2 separate regions of the Xenopus laevis genome follow, and region 1 is linked to region 2. The links are chromatin contacts, called in public Hi-C maps. All regions are on one chromosome and are shown on one strand. The core of a region is the stretch at or near the end of the contact, and the rest is flanking DNA. Distances in the headings are between cores, read along the strand shown.

Evidence for each region. Hi-C and Micro-C count contacts between places; a contact is called where the count stands out from the background.
Region 1: a contact with region 2 is called in a Hi-C map of animal cap, with 4 times the contacts expected there. The contact joins two enhancer-like sites. A contact is called at or near these places in 3 of 4 Hi-C or Micro-C datasets (the XL177 cell line, the XTC cell line and animal cap).

Annotation. Positions count from the first base shown.
Region 1 is chr4S:47,230,600-47,233,861 of Xenopus_laevis_v10.1, forward strand. It overlaps a transcript of gse1.S not described here. Among protein-coding and RNA genes, the nearest start is that of LOC121393266, 70 kb to the right of the region's middle. Within about 2 kb of position 1,907, at least 2 of the 7 cell types and tissues checked have an H3K27ac peak or open chromatin away from gene starts, as enhancers often do.
Region 2 is chr4S:47,045,815-47,049,229 of Xenopus_laevis_v10.1, forward strand. It overlaps a transcript of gse1.S not described here. Among protein-coding and RNA genes, the nearest start is that of gse1.S, 22 kb to the left of the region's middle. Within about 2 kb of position 1,522, at least 1 of the 7 cell types and tissues checked has an H3K27ac peak or open chromatin away from gene starts, as enhancers often do.

The sequences.
Region 1 (3,262 bases), core at 657-3,156, 190 kb after region 2:
TAAAGTTATTAGGAGTCTGAACATTTTTGGCGACTCCGATTCTGACTTTAGTTGCAATTGTTTGCGACTCAACCGTTCTACTTATGATAAAATGCCTTGTATGTCACTGCAAAATTTTAATGGGTTTTTGAAAATCTGTAAGGAATGTATATTGGAAAGTTTCTTAGAATAGAAAGGAATGCCTTAACGTGCACATATGATATACATATAATTGGTGGCTAATATATTGCTTGCCTTAGCAAAGACATTCTGGTCTACAGAGATACTAAATTACGGTTACAGTTATAGCAAACCCGAAAAATATCATTAAATCAGGCAATTGCACAGAACATCATAGTATAGTAAATACTGGTGTTGTAAAGTAAACAATATGGCAGCTCCCAAACAGGGAAAAGAAATGTTTTGTGCAAACTACAAAGTACACCTTTGTGTTTCCAAACTGTGCTGTGATTTAACATCAAGAACAATATAAATCTATACCAAGAAACAAGCATATTTGGAAACCTGTTTTTGTTGCTAAACCTACTACCTACACTGCTCCATAATGTTATGAATAATGAGGGGAAACCACCTATTGGGTTACAGTGTTGCACTGTGAAAGGATTCTTAGGTACCCATGCCAGTCTTCTGTCATTGCCCTGCGAATAAGGACACTGTGCGCCCAACACAGAGCCAGCCAGTTATTACTGGCATTCCGTGCAATGTCATTGAGTCCCCTGGGAGGTTCTTAACAAGGAGAAATAGGAAAGATTGATTCAAGGATGCACTGAGATCCGGCTATGAAGAACAAGCTATATCTCTGAGCTTCAAGATGATACCTCACAGAGAGGAGAAAGGGCTGAGAGGGCACCAAGGCTACAGCTCAGAGGAGACAAAGAAAAATTGAACAAAAGACTCTGGGTCAAATTCAGTACAACTGTGTGCAAGTTAAACATCTGCAGGGGCCATTCCATTGAAGCTGCAGAATTACTGTGTTCTATGGAAGGAAATCCCACCATTATACTTTTGACTGCAAGAAATCACTTAAAGGAAAACTATACACCCAAAATTAATACTTAAGTAACCGATAGTTTATATCAAATTAAGTGGCATATTAAAGAATCTTACCAAACTGTTATATATATTTAAGTAAATATTGCCCTTTACATCTCTTGCCTTGTCATCAACATTTTGTGACGGTCTGTGTGCTGCTTCAGCGATCGCCTGACCAGAAATACTACAACTCTTAGAGGAAGTGTGGAAGCAAAAGACATGTCTCTGTCTGTTAATTGGCTCGTGTGACCTAACATGTATGGTTTGTTTGTGTGCACCGTGAATCCTTGGATCCCATGGGGCGGTCCTTATTTTTTAAAATAGCAATTTTCTATTTATGATTACCCAATGGCACATACTACTAAAAAGTATATTATTATGAAAACGGTTTATTTAAATGAAGCAGGGTTTTACATATGAGCTGTTTTATTCAATATGTTTTTATAGAGACCTACATTGTTCGGGGGGTATAGTTTTCCTTTAACTTATTTACTACTACGTCAGTTAATATGTATAGCTTTATTATTTATTGCATTGTCTGCATTGCACACCGATGAGCCTCATAAAGGAAGAAACCAGGAATTTGATCAGTGTACTGCATTGACTGTGCTTTAAAACCCAGTGGTTGAGGATCAGGGAATTCCATGTTAATAAAAATTTTAGGAGCAATCCTGGGCTTCCTCCCCAGAATTCCTTCTATTTTTTAACTTCCTTGTTAGTTCCTATTTAAGCTGTTGTACTGATGGATTGTTTTTTATGTCTAGTATCTTGCCACCAACATGGATTGGTAAAAAACAATTATACCACCAGTAGGACTGTGTGCAGTGGCGGAACTACCGGGGGAGCAGGGGGTGTGAGCGGGCCAGGGCCCGCACCCCCTCGGGGCTGGCTGAGTGTCCTGCGCCAGGGCCTGCCGCCCTCTAGTTACGTTTCTGACTGTGTGTGCCAGATATAAATATACAAATATAGCCCAAATAAACACCACTGCCAGATCTACAAATATATGAGGAGAAGTCCACAGTTGGAGAGAGAGACCATGACAACAGCATTCTTTCCTACATACAAACGAGTATAGATGACGAGATCCCTAATCTTAGGGGTCTCGGATAAGGAAGAAAAAGGAGCATAGCCCCAAGAATTAGAGGTGCCCCAGCCAGCAACAAACGAAAATCTCATTATGTTTACAACGGAGCTATATGAAGGCAATATTTCTTCAATTCTATTTTGCTGGGTAACCTATCCTGAAATAGCTAAATGACCTTATTATTTCCATAGGGTTTTTCTTAGATACAGGTGTTAGTAAGAAGATTAATACTATTTAGCAGCTTGTGTTATCACCTACCATATATTGTAGGACAGTATACAGCCACAAATCAAAATGACACACAGGCACAGCCATAACAAGGTATTTTAAGTGTTTACAAAGGAAAAGGAAAAGAGATGTCCCTTTGTTTACTGCATTGTTTGAGACGCCTCACCTCCACCAGTTCACGCTAGGGAGGCATAAATAGGTTTTGTGCCTTTCACTCCCTGGCAATTAAATGCTGTGCAAGTAGGTTCAGGAGTTGCTTGTTAGGAAAAGGAGCTTTGAGAAAGCATTTACCTCCAGGGTGCAAGACACAATGGAGAAAAGAGCTGCCGTGCTGCGTTAACAGCTCTACCCACCCCCAGTCCCCCGTGCTAATGCACACCCTCCCCTCCGTGCTTGAGTACGAACGTCAAAGAGATTAAATCCGCTTGCGTACAAGTTTTGAGTCAAAACCAAGAAAGTCATGAGGGATTTGCTAAACAAACTGCATAGCCCTTACACAGAGATGGTGGGTTATTGCAGTGGCATTTGAAGGGAATGTTCTAAAAACCCAATAGATAGCTACCATACTAGAATAAAAGCTACACAAAGCATGTAGAAGCCAGCAATTTTTGTACACAGATCCGCACACCCACATTTTTTTTCATGCAGTTGGGGAAGAGCCCCTTTCTTTATTTTATAACACCACTAGTATCAACGTTTCCTGATGATTGGGAGGGTGAACCCCCCCCCCAGAAACTGTATGTAGTACATCTTAGAGTGGTCCTAAAAGGTTTCCCTGTCTTCTGCTCTGTTCTGCCTTCCCTATGCTCCCTGTGTGTGCCATACTCTGCCTTCCCTATGCTCCATGTGTGTGCCATACTCTGCCTTCCCTATGCTCCATGTGTGTGCCATACTCTGCCTGTGGGGTCCCTGCTCTGC
Region 2 (3,415 bases), core at 272-2,771:
GACAACAAAATTAACCTCTTTACTGCTGAATGAATATCCAAAAAATATACAGTTGTATGGCTGCAAAGCATTAATCATATGATTGCATATACTAATACAGGTCATGCCTTTCTATGGCCTCTCTAATTTATTGTTTGACATTTACAAAAGGTGCATTCCATTTTGAGCTCATATGTGTGCTCAGAAAGAATGTCAGTGCTACACTGTGCCAGGGCAGGCGTGGGTCATGCGTCTTCATTGAGGACACAGGTTACTAAATAAATATTTTTATTTCACCCAAGAAATTAACCTTCTAGCTTCCAAAACTCTAATATATACCCTGGGCAGAAGTAAGCTGCAGTGCATTTTAAAACTGGAAGGGGTTAAGTGAATACTGCTGTCTGCTTCTTTATTGTAGCATATAAACAGCTGACTTGGCTACACACACACATTGTTTAGTATTTGCATGTTGCTCTGCACCTAAGAAAGCATAAACAAAATTGCATTTGCATGTATTTAAACAGAAGCCTCTGTGTTGAGTTCCTGCATTTAGAGTACACTATGGGGGGAATTCACATAAGTGACACAATCCCTAAATCACACAATGCAAATACACAAAGTGTTTTGCTGTTCACACCAAAAAAACATGCACCATTGCCCCGCAGGAAGAAACACAACCAAATCTTCTGAAGGGGCCTGTACTGACACGGGCGCAGGTAAGCTCTGAACGCAGGTGGAATGCAACATTCTGTACTCACACAGACGCATGTATACGTCGAACGCAGGTAAAATCCCAACCTGCGTTTGACGCTTACATGCGTCTGTGTGAGTACAGCCCCATTGACAGTCAGTGCGTCTACTCCTGTGCTCCCCTGCGGGTAAAGATCTGATCATACGAATCGAGGATTCGTACGATTTTCAGACCGTGTGTGGAGATTCCGGACATCGGTCGTTTGATAGATCGGACATGTATTGCTGATCGTACGATTTTCACTATCTTTGTCGCTATTGTCACTATCTTTGTCGGACATAACTTTCGTACGATTGCTGTCAGGGGCAGAACATCGGCTGATCTGTCCTTTTCTACTTTATTTGATCGGAATGGTTAGTGGCAGGTCGTGAGATGGGGAAGTCTGATCGTACGAATCTTCGTACGATCGGATCTTTGCGTCTATGGCCAGCTTTAGACCACAGAACACCAGCACACCACTCAGCTGAAAGAACTACTCTGCGCAGTTTCCCTAGCAGCAATGTATTCCACACAGCATTCTATTGTACTACAAATGAGCAGCGAAACTGTTAATACAACACAGGACTGCTTCAGAGGGAGGAGGGTGCTGCTGGCAAGATGTGCTCATTTTTACAGCACCCAAAAGATATTCTGTGGCTCATGAAACCCGCGATGCGTCTGCCCGTATTTATCTAGTGGGTGTGGGAGATACTCTGCAAGGTAAACACGGATCTGGCATTGTCTGTGGGAGATGGAAAGCCACGGACTCTGCCATAAACTAGGGACTAGATGATGACGGGCCCTATTCACACCCTGTGTAAGGATATGGCTTTAGGTTTAACTTGAGACCTAAGCTTGCACAAAATGCACTGTGTTTACACTACACATACATAAACAAACACATGCACTTAACCCCCTTTGTTCCCAGTTCCTAAGAACAATCCTCTTAACTTATTTCTTAGGGCTGAAGATTTTAATAGGGTTAGAGTTATAATAAAGGATTACTATAACTGCATTACCTTAAATAGCACAGTTGTCCTTCAGCAAATCCTGAGAAAATTAGCACAACTGCACTTTAAAATTAAAACCAATCAAAATGATTTGTCATATATATACTGTGTTCAGGTTACTGCCATATTCGGTCATATCCTCTTTTATCCAGTGCACCCAAAACCTACCAGGTTAAACCCTGGAATGCGCTAGTATTTCTTTAAAGAAGAATTCAATCCTAACGTTCAAAAAACCCTACTCCCCCCTACCCTACACAGTCCCCTCTCCCTCCTCCCCTAGCCTAAGTACTACCCCGGGCAAATGCCCCTAACATTTTACTTATCCCTCGGTGCAGATTCAGGCGTTTGGAGTTCACGGGCGACATCATATTCTCTTTTGAAAACTTCGGAATGAGACCGGCGTGGCGGCACATGTGCAGTTGGAGCAATTTCCTGTGTTGTGACAACTGCGCATGCGCCGAAACTCGCAAAAATTATCTCATTCTGAGGATTACCGAAGCGGCTGAAGATGGCGCCATGAATTCTGATGCCTGAATCTGCACCAAGGGGTAAGTAAAAAGTTAGGGGCATTTGTCCGGGGAAACACTTAGGCTGGGGGGGGGGAGGGACAGGGGTCTATGTAGGGTAAGGGGGTAGGTTTTTTTTTACTTTTTAACTAGGGTTTAGTTCTCCTTTAAGTAACTTTAGAGCATCAAATAATTTGAATATAAACAAAGTAAAAAACTTGCTTCCTCCTACATACAATTTTTTAACCATATTTTTTTTTATATTACCTAACAAGATTTAAGTGAATTATCTGAGACTAAACTGAAAGCTGATCCAAAATAAAGAATGATTAGAAAACACATCACTACATGGGTTGGTTTGCTTTTGTGCTTTTTTCTGCCCATCTGACTGACCTACAAACAGCTGCATGATCCTATTGGATTGGTTAACAGCTGGTTAGCATGCAGTTTCAGTTCTAATTGCCAGTCATTGTGCTGAAAGAGGTTTCCTTGAATGGAGCTGCACGTCAGTGTCCCCAAGAGACCTGCTTATCTTAAATAGTTCATTGTTTCTTTGCTTATCTTAAATTGTTAAAAAAGTATCTAAGTGCACCTGCCACGTATTCTGGCCTCTCTGCCAAAAGCCAATTAAGGTTTAGAAACTTTGTATCTTTTTCTAGCTATTCAGTGCAGGAGATCAAAGAGAAAGTCGGGACATTTCAGTAACAAACCCGGCACTGCAGGCTGAGCTGTCAAAATCGTGACTGTCCCGTGAAAAATGGGACATTTGGGAGGTATGCTTAAAACATACCAAAAATGTGGGCTACAAAGATTTCAGTACACATTGAATGACAAGTTCACTGCTGAAGGCTGGCCACAAGGGGGTAATGCAAGTCTCAGAGTTCCAGGTCTAGTAATTCATAGCAAAAAGTCATCATTTTGAAGGTAAACATGACTGGTTGCTATGGGTTACTAGACCTGGTGCAAACTTTGTAATTTTCATTACTTTACCACCCAGAAGCCAGGAAGGAGAAAGCAAATACCTTGTCTGCACATTTCTAGAAATCTACTAAAAGATGAACACAACTGAAACCTTTGTTTTCTAACTAGTTTGGACAAGAATCCCTTGCTACTCCCAATAGGTGCTTGCTACTGTCATAATAAAAGTGTCAGGAGTCACCTGCGACCAGTACATATTGGCAAAAGCAAGA